2 separate regions of the Sus scrofa genome follow, and region 2 is linked to region 1. The links are chromatin contacts, called in public Hi-C maps. All regions are on one chromosome and are shown on one strand. Each heading gives the region's core, a stretch centred on a gene start, on an enhancer-like site or on the middle of the called end of the contact. The rest is flanking DNA. Distances are from core to core; before and after follow the strand shown. Region 1 has its middle 140 kb from the start of ZFP36L1. Region 2 holds the start of ZFP36L1 (mRNA decay activator protein ZFP36L1).

Region 1 (4,491 bases), core at 628-3,127:
AACTCGTCCAGGAATAGTCTTTATACAGTTTTGAAAACCTTGGCCTAGACCATAAATCACTGAATGGAGCTCTATCCACATCCTTTAACTTAAAACTCAGTTTCCATCTGCCCAGTATCCTGCCTGAGGAGTGGGGAACAGAAGAGCTGACCTCAAGTCTTCAATGGTGTCACCCACTGGGGTGGCTCCCAGGCCTGTGGGAGGTCACCTTCCCATGGCATTGCTCTTAGCAGCACTCTGGAGGGTCAGGAAGCTCGGTCCCTCACTCCCTTCCCCTTGCTGCTTTGCCAATCCAAACCTTAAAAGTCATGGAAACATCTCTGTTTTCTAACTCTAAGGGATTCCAGCAACAGAGGTCAGAGGGTGGAAGTCACATGGAGTATGTGGAAGGGCAGATGTCTCGGGCAGGAAGATGTTGCCCTTGATGCATCCGTGTTGAGTAGTGGGAGGAAGGGGCTGAAAGGACAGAGGAGCATGGCAGACCTTGGGGCTCTCAGGAGAGAGAGACCAGGGAAAAGAAGTGTGTCCAGGTTGAGAATCCATGACATTTTGTCATGCGTTCCATTCAGATAGATATCCAGACCTGCCAAGCTCTAGCACAGGAGCTGGAAGATAACATGGCGGGAGACGATCCATAGGATGAACCGACACATTGACGGTTCCATAGCAACGGCTCAGTAGTAAAGGCTGGGGTTGGAACAGCAGATAAGCAGACCAACCCAATGTGATCAAATGCAAGCAAGACAGAGCAGGTGGGAAGATTCCTTGGCAGCAAATAGATATCCGGGGCAATGAAGGGAGGAATTGTTCTTTCTCATCCAACGGGTAGAGCTGTATCCTCCACCTTGGCAGAATGTCCAACTTTCACAAGGCCCAGATCTTTGGGGAAACTTGTTTCGTCCTAAGCCAGCTAAAAATAGTTGGGTGAAATGTGACTGACCAGGGAACCTTTGACCTCTTTTGGGTTTAGCTTTGGACAGAGTTAAGAGACTCTCCTCTAAGTCTTATTTGGTAAGAACATCATTTGGAGGAGGATGGGGTGGGGGGAGCTCTGCAAGGGCAGGTGAAAGGGCACCATGTTTCTGTAGCCTAAACATGTAGGAATCGTGCTTGTGGTTGTGGACTTTAATATTGTGCCAAAAAGGGCTAGGAAAGGGGTTCAGATAGAATGTAAAAAACAGCTTCTTAGAATATCCTTAGCTAAAATTTTTCTTGAAAATAAGTAATAGAATTGACAGCTTCTCCAGCTACAAAAATAACAACGACCATAACACTTACGTTTTCTTTCTCCTGTAGTGTGTGGGCAGATTACTGAGGTCCAAATACCTCGGTCGCTGTAACTAGTAAAACCTTGCAGCATATTGCTAGCTGATCCTCGTGCCAAAGCAACACCCTCAGTGGATGGATTTTCCTTTTAATCATAATCCGGGACAACTCTCAATAATAAGAGATGCATTATAATTTGATGCAAAAGTCCATGTTTTATAAATATGATCTCACCAACGTCCTTGCGATAAGGTTGGGAGGAGGGATACTACTCTCATTTTACAGAAGACAAAGCAGAAGCTAATGAAGTTAAATAGCCACAGAAGTCAAAAATGCTGGAAGTCGAAGTCAACCTCAGTCAGTTAGACTACAAATTCGGTACCCTTAACCACCATGTGCTCTCACCAACACCCACACCTCCCCCCACAGACCTGAGCATGGTTTTTCTAAGGCAACATGATTCAGAACCTGAATGCATCCATCACCATCCTGGCAGGAGAGAGATGGCAAATTCCAATGGGGTAAGCCAGGAGAGTGTAGAAATGGGAGGACTTAGAGATTATGAGGAGGGTTAAAGTAAACTAGCAAGGCTTGGTGAAGTCCTCCAGGCCTAGCAGGAGTGAAAGCTGGAGTGGACAGAGGGAGAGAGGCATGAGGGAAAGTGCCTTAGGAGAGAGCCACTCAACAGGAGCTATGGCCTCGGGTAGAGGACATTAGAAAGACACAGGGCTGGTAGAGAGAAACCAGGGGAATACAGACCCCACCCTTGCTCCACCCTCCTCTCTCTTGGTGCCTCCAATTGGCTGAGCCCAACTGAAGCCAGAAGGCAAGGGTGCCCAGTGAAGTCATCCTCAAAGTCAGCCTCCTGGGGGGAGAAGGACAGAAAGAAGTTCTGGAGGAGTAAATAGACGTGCCCAGCACAATGCGTTAACCAGTCTGGCTGTCTGAGAGCAGCTCCTGCTCTGGAGTTCAGGGATCATCTCTTCTTCTACAGGTAAAGGGATGTCTTCTAAAGACTTAGGAAAGAAAATGCTGGCCATCCCAACTCAGCATGGAGTCCCCAAGAAAAAGATGATCTATCAGTTGCCCTTTTGGGTGGGCGTGCATGGGATTCTGAAGTTGGGAGCTCATGGCATCGAGCAGAGCAGGCTCCTTGAGGCACTCTTGAGGACAACGAGGGCTGGAAGACAGTATAAATGGAGCAGCTGGGGATGTCCTGGGTGACTGATCCTAAAACATTGACCAATAGATGAATGTCACCCTGAACAAATGGTCCCATCAGTGTCCCAGAGCTCTCCTAGATTCCTAGCATTTCAACAGTTCCACCAGAAAAGGTCAGACTTACTCCAGGCCAGGAGTACCTTATACCTTGGATGACAGAATTGCAATCTTCCCAAATCCCAACAGTTTGGTTGAATCCTGGCTGAATGTAACCTGATGCCATATAATAGAGTTAAAAGTCCATCCAGAACCTTGGGGCCAAAACATTGGAATTATACACATCTCGGATGGGGGGATGTGAAAGACTTGGGGGTTTGTGTTGATGATAAACTTGACATGAGTCAACCTGCATGATTACCAAGAAAACTGGTATGATTTCACGTGACATTAACTGAAGAAAGGTGTTGAGGACAGGGAGGTCATTCTGCTAGACTCTTTCCTGGTCCGTCCCATCTGGAAGGCCACAGTGGGTGTCACTTTTAAAGGAGAAGCATGAAGAAATTTGGGCTACATTTGGGAAGAGGCATGCAGATAGGGGAGGGCACCCAAAACCCCATCGCATGGGGAATGTGTGAAAGAAAAGGTGAGGCAAATAAAAGGGAGGGTGAAACCAGAGGGAGGCCTTCGAGGTGACTTGTCCGTGTTGTGCAGAAAGCAAACCCCATGCCCAGGGGGTGAAGCATAAAGAGAGGCAGATTGGGGTTCAGACTGCTGGCGGTCAGAGCGGGGCATGAGGTCATGAGTCTCTCTTCCCCGAGGTGTCCCAGTCATGGGCTGGTGCAGAGGCCACTGAGGCGCCACGTGAAAGGGAGGCCCATATTGTTTCCAAGGATCTCTGCTGAATCTGAATACCTAGCCTCATGAGTAATGTTTGTGCACCGTACTTCCTCCCCACTGACCATCCATCAGCTGTGATCACAGACCAGGGAACACACCCAGGAACTATTTGAGAACTTTGGGGAATGCAGCTTTCCCTGGGGGAGTGCAAAGAGCCTGGGCTTTGGGCTCAGGCAGACCTGGGCTTAAGTCTCCTCTGGGTCACGTCCGACTGGGAGACCTCAGGACATTCCCTCAGGTCTTGGGTGTGGAACCTTTGTAGGTGAGCAGGGAACAGACGCTGGTCCCATCCCTGTGTCTGTCTCCTGCCCTGCAGCGTGTTGTGAGGAATACAGGGACTAAGATGGGTGGAGCCTGGGGTCAACCCAAAGTTGGTTCCCTTTTCCTTCTCTCAAAGCTGTGGACATTGGCGGGAAACCATGGGTGCCCAGAGACCTTGTAGGCCCTTATGGGAATGTCCCCCTCTTTCCCTAAGGTTGCAGAGAGCCCGGCCTGCCTATCACCCCTTCCTAAATGGCAGCACATCCTCTATGACCTGCACTCAGCTCATTCCCTCCCTGCACCCCCCACAGTCACCAACTGTTCTTTGAAGGCCCAATGCACTATTTGCTGCTAAGGGGGGTGGGTGGGGGGGTGGGGAGTCTGGTGGCAGTAGTAGGGCTGCCACTTTTTCTTCATAGGCAGGTCCTCTCCCCACCCCCATTTCTGTGACCCTGAGTCCTCATTCTGTAGAATTCTGGGTGGGGTGAAAAGCCTTCTAGTTTCAGAATTCACCATTTGCCTGAATAAGTAGGTGTTCCATCCACGTGTCAAAGTGTAGCTCAGAGCAGACACTGTCTCCTCTGGGAAGCATGCCTGGTTTCTTCCCATCCCCTGAACATTCTACACCACACAAGCCGGCACTGCCAAGGGTTGGTCTCATTTCCTGCGTCCCTGTGTTTCCCCAAGCCCAGTGTAAACCCTCGAGGGCTGGGACCAGGTCTGCTGATGTTCTGAATCCATCACAATGTTTAGCTCCACTCCAGAGAGACAGTGGGCACCCAGTAAAAGCTTGCTGCTTGACTCTTTTGCAAACCTTCCTCTCACGCATCACTTTAAGTTGAGAGCAAGAGGAGTAAACAGCCAGTGAGCATTCATTCATCCATCCATTCAATCACCATTTTGCAA
Region 2 (4,491 bases), core at 1,058-3,557, 140 kb before region 1:
CGGGAGTTGGAGAAGCGGAGGAAATTCGAGGAATCGGTGTTGTCTTTGGGGAAAAAACAAAACAAAACTTCTCAACCAGCACGGGGCGCCCACGCCGCTCGATGGTGCTTCTGGCTGGTCCCGCAGCTGCGGGGCGCGCGGGGAGCGGGGGAGGGGGGGAGACGAGTCGCTGAAAGAGGGGGAGAACGGGTGCGGGTCTGGACGCGACCTGGGCCCCGCCCGCTCCCGGTCCCCTTCCCCCTCTCTTTCCACCCTGGCTTCTCCGCCCTTCCCCGCCCCCCAGCAGAGCTTCGGGAACACTCCAGACTTAAAGACCAACGGACTTTTTTTTTTTTTTTTGCTGGGGGAGTGGGGGAATCAAAAACCGAAATAGCTTCACATCAGGACGCAGACTAACATTGTGGTTTTAACGCGCACCCTATTCTGTCCTGAAATCTGGAACTCATTACCTCATCGCTAAGAAACTGCACGAAACCGCTCCCCCCGCCCCAACTCCTCCGAGCCGGGAAGAGAGTGAGCAAACAGCCCTTTAAGAAAGAAACCTACATTTGAATGATTTAAATTAAGGTGGATGGAAGTTATTTCCCCTTCTGGCGCTTGCCAGATTTCAAGAAAAGCTGAAAAATGGGAGCAGCGGGAGGGAAGCAACAAGCGGCTGGACAGAAAAAGTTGGGGCAGCAGCCGGGTTAAAAATGGGGAGCCATCAATTTAAGTCAGAGGGGACAAATAAAAGGGCGGACTGAGGATCACGTAGGTTTGTGGCTGCAGCAAAAGTTTTGTGTTTCGCAAAGATGAAAAACGACAGGTTTCTAAAACAGTTGTGATTTGGAAGGTTTCCGGGTTTGCTCAGAGGCTGACGAATAAATAAGAAATGCAGTAAAAATGTGTGTGTGTGTGTGTGTGTGTGTGTTGGTGGTGGTGTGAGAGTGCGACTCAGGCGCTCTACTCCGCCCGCCCCGTCCTTTCCAAAGAAACGTGCTCATAATGGGGTGACCTAATTACATCGCAATGGAACCCGCTCTTAGCCACTCAGCGCACAGGGTTTCATAACAGACCCGGCCGCCTCGAGTGCTGGGAAGAAACGTGCGAGGGCCAAGGAGGCGTCCGGGCACGCGGGGAAATAGGAAAGAAATGCGGCCCCAAGATTTCCATCACGGTCTTCTCGCCAGCAACCCGTGGGCAGTGGGGCACACGTTGACAACTTTTTATTTGGGTGGGTGAAGGGGCATCTGAACTTAACAGTAAATAAATATATACTTCCCAGTTTTCAAAAGCATAATAATCAATTGGGGCATTTCGGTTTCGAGGATCCCATATCCCCCCTCCTCCCATCCCGCCAAAACAGCTCACTGTGACAAGCCATATGTTCCGTTCCCCTGGGGGCGGGGGAGAAGCAACAATAAGTTAAAAGTGTCGCCTTCCTCCATCTCTTTACCTTTATTTTACCAAAGCAACTTTTTTTTCCTTGTTCAGTGGTTTAGGTGTATGTGTGTGTGTGTGTGCGTGTGTGTGTGTGTGCGCGCGCATGTGTGTTGGTAGGGGTAGTTTCGGCGCGGCCCGTGGTTCAGAGTGCGCGGGGAAAGTTGTGCCTTGCTGGGTGGGTTTTTTTTTTCCCTCCGAGGAGGAGAAGAGGCGCTCATGAGGATTCGGGTTTTCTTTACAAAAACGTTTAAAGATCGATGTGTGAAATAAATACACTCCCAAGCCTGTTAAAACAATCCGCCAGGGCCGTGGTCTTTTCGCTAACAACCCGCCCCCCCCACCCCTCCAGTCCACTCTCGGAGGGTGTCCGCTGCAAAGCGATCGCGGGTGTAGACGCGTGCGGCGGGCTAAATCGCTCTGTGCTCGTCCCCGCCAGGCCAGGGCCTCCTGGGGGGAAAAAAGTCTCCTAATCCTCCTCTCTCAACCCCCATCCCCGCCCCTGAAAAAAAACAAAACCCTAAACTTGAACGCTTTGTGAGCTTCTTATTTTCAATCTCCTCTCCCCGTGGGGTTTGCGGAGGGGAGCCGAGTGCGAAAGAAAACTCGGGGAAAGAGTAAGTTATGCGGGTACTTGGAGAAGTTTCAAGGGAGATCTGCTCAAGATGGAAACCGCAGCCCGGGCGCTAAGGACGGGCTTCTGCTCCAGCTTGCAAAAAGAGAAAGTCGAGCCCGCCTTCCTGCCCGACAAAAAAACAACAACACAACAACAAGAACCCCGAAGAGGGTGGAATGAGTGATGTCACAGAGCCGCGCTCGCAGGCTGACAAAGGGGGGGGCTCCCCTCCTCCCCCCGCGCGGCGCACCGCCCCAGAGAGGGGCGCCTGCAGCGAGGGGTAGCCAAGCGAGCGGAGTCGAAACTTTTCCTCTTTAAGAAAAAAAGTTGTGCGCAGCTCGCAGTGGGTTTTTTTTTTTTTCTTCTTTGCCTTCTTTCCTCGTCTCCCCTCCCCCTTCTTCCTTTTGAAAGTTTCTTTCTTTTTTTTTTTCCCCCGAGTTTGACCGCATGGCTGATTCAACTTCAGTGTCAATCAACTTTTTTTCCTCCTCTTCCTCATTTAAATAAGTTTAAAGCTCCTCCCTCTTCTCCGGCCCACCAAATCTGAAACTTATATAAATTGGGCTTCGCGCGCCGCAGCCGGGGAGAGTCAGAAAGGCGAGGGGCGCCGGGAGCAGGCGTGTGGGACTCCAGACCGGAGAGCCTTCCCCGCACCGGGACCTTCACAACAAACCAGATCCTCGTCCCTGCCCCGTGCGAGCGCCCAGGATGACTACCACCCTTGTGTCTGCCACCATCTTCGACTTGAGCGAAGTTTTATGCAAGGTAAAGTGGGGCGGAGCATTTACTTTTCTAAGCCTTTTTCTTTTTTCTCTTGTCTGCCAAAAGAACCCCCCAAAGTTTAGGTCTGGGAAGACTGGGAAAAAGCGAGGAGAGGCGAGGTAGTTGTTTTTTCCGCCCCATTTCGCCCCCCAGTTTGAAGGAATTTGGCGCTTTCCTTCCCATCCTTTGAATTTCAGCAGCTCCTGGCGGGGATTACATGGGAATCTGGAGTCCAGAGTTTTGAGGGGCGAAGTTTACGTGGGGCTGCCCGGGGGACGCGGGGCATTGACCGGGGCAGTTTTTTTTTTTTTTCTTTTTTTCGGTGATTCATTCGTCCATAACGTGCTGCTTTTGAGCCCGGTTTCGGTAGTGGGCTCGGTTTCCCTGTGAGCGCTCAGGGTGTCGCCGCTGCCGGGCGACACCGCTGCCGGGAGGGGGTTCGAGTCTCTCCAGCCACATTGCCGGACTGCGGCTCGGGAAGTGGGGGTCCGGTGGAGAGGTAAATCTCAGGACAGTGTTTTGCTGGGATGTGTCCCCTTCTGTTCTGGAGAGGCTGGGGATCTGCGAGAAAAAGGCCAAGAGTTGTGATTCAAAGGATGTTGCAAAACGAGTTTGCAGTGGGACTTCAGCTCGCCACAGTTCGGCCAGGCTTCCTCCTGTGATAGCCGATCTCCTGCAGACTTTGGGCGAACGTGGGACTCGCTCACCTTTTTTTTCCCAAGGGACCGCGACTCGTAGATGTAGAGGGAATTGGGCGGGGGGGTACCGACAACGAAACTCCTGTTTGAGTTCAAGGGTCTCCGCGAGGAAGGATATAATAGGGGCCTCCTTAAGCCGTGTAGCTTGCCAGCCGGTGTGGAAAAAGGCAAGTTTTAAATCCCGAGTGTTCCAGGAGTGCGGCTTAAGTGTACACAACAAAAGCCCATGACTTAAATTTTTTTCGCCTCCTCCACAATTTGAAAGAGGGAAGCTGCTAGGCTACTTTTAATTGCTAAAGTGTTTTGCTTTCTTTTAAACACGTCGGGTCATGTTGCTCTCTTTTCCCAGCTTGCTTCTCCAGTCGGCGCAGCTGCCAGGGCCCCCGGGCTGCAGGGTTGGGGTGCAGGGACGCCCTGGAGCTGAAGAGCAACATCAAAAAAGTTTGAATTTCAGCTGCCTTCCCTCCCTGCACTTTCCCAAACTTAAGTTGCCTTGGCGGCCGCGGCACTTCTCCCTTCTCTTCCCGGCTCTCCTGCTCTTTGATCTATTTCTTTCTCTCGCCCCCTCCCCCCCCCCGCAGGACTTTTTAAATGAACCTCATTGTTGGGAACAGGCTCTCAACTTGGTTCCTGTAATCCGCTCCGTGGGGTGGTTGCTGTTACAGATTCCCGATCCCCCGCAGCTGATCCTAAGGGACCAACTTTAGAATTTGCACAATGACACCCACATGGACTGGGAGCCAACTCCCAAACCCCCTGCTAGCACCCTTTCCAAATCTTGGGAACAGTTTGGGCAGGTGAATAGGGTCCCATTGGAACAGAAACCTGCCTGTGGTGCCTCTGCGGGCCACCCCCCCAATCCATTATTGACTGGGAGGCGGGTGGGGGGATTTGGGGCTTTCCTTTTCCTTCCCACCTGCAGCTTTGCGTTAAAGATTAAACGCTGGTGCTCTTATCCAAGCCTGCTCTTGCAGCCAGGAGACTAACTGCAAAGGC

The links. Hi-C and Micro-C count contacts between places; a contact is called where the count stands out from the background.
Region 2: a contact with region 1 is called in a Hi-C map of omental adipose tissue, with 1.6 times the contacts expected there. The contact joins the promoter of ZFP36L1 here to the enhancer-like site in region 1. A contact is called at or near these places in 6 of 47 Hi-C or Micro-C datasets (embryonic fibroblasts, epiblast stem cells, fetal skeletal muscle and 2 more) and 2 of 2 datasets of contacts at active chromatin or transcription factors (alveolar macrophages and skeletal muscle).

The regions. Positions count from the first base shown.
Region 1 is chr7:92,354,942-92,359,432 of Sscrofa11.1, reverse strand. No RefSeq gene overlaps it. Among named protein-coding and RNA genes, the nearest start is that of ZFP36L1, 140 kb to the left of the region's middle. Within about 2 kb of position 1,877, at least 7 of the 83 cell types and tissues checked have an H3K27ac peak or open chromatin away from gene starts, as enhancers often do. A contact at or near this core is called in omental adipose tissue, where this site is marked.
Region 2 is chr7:92,493,680-92,498,170 of Sscrofa11.1, reverse strand. ZFP36L1 (mRNA decay activator protein ZFP36L1) reads left to right here and starts at 2,307. Exons shown (of 2, transcript XM_013989124.2): 1 at 2,307-2,800. The coding sequence starts at 2,744.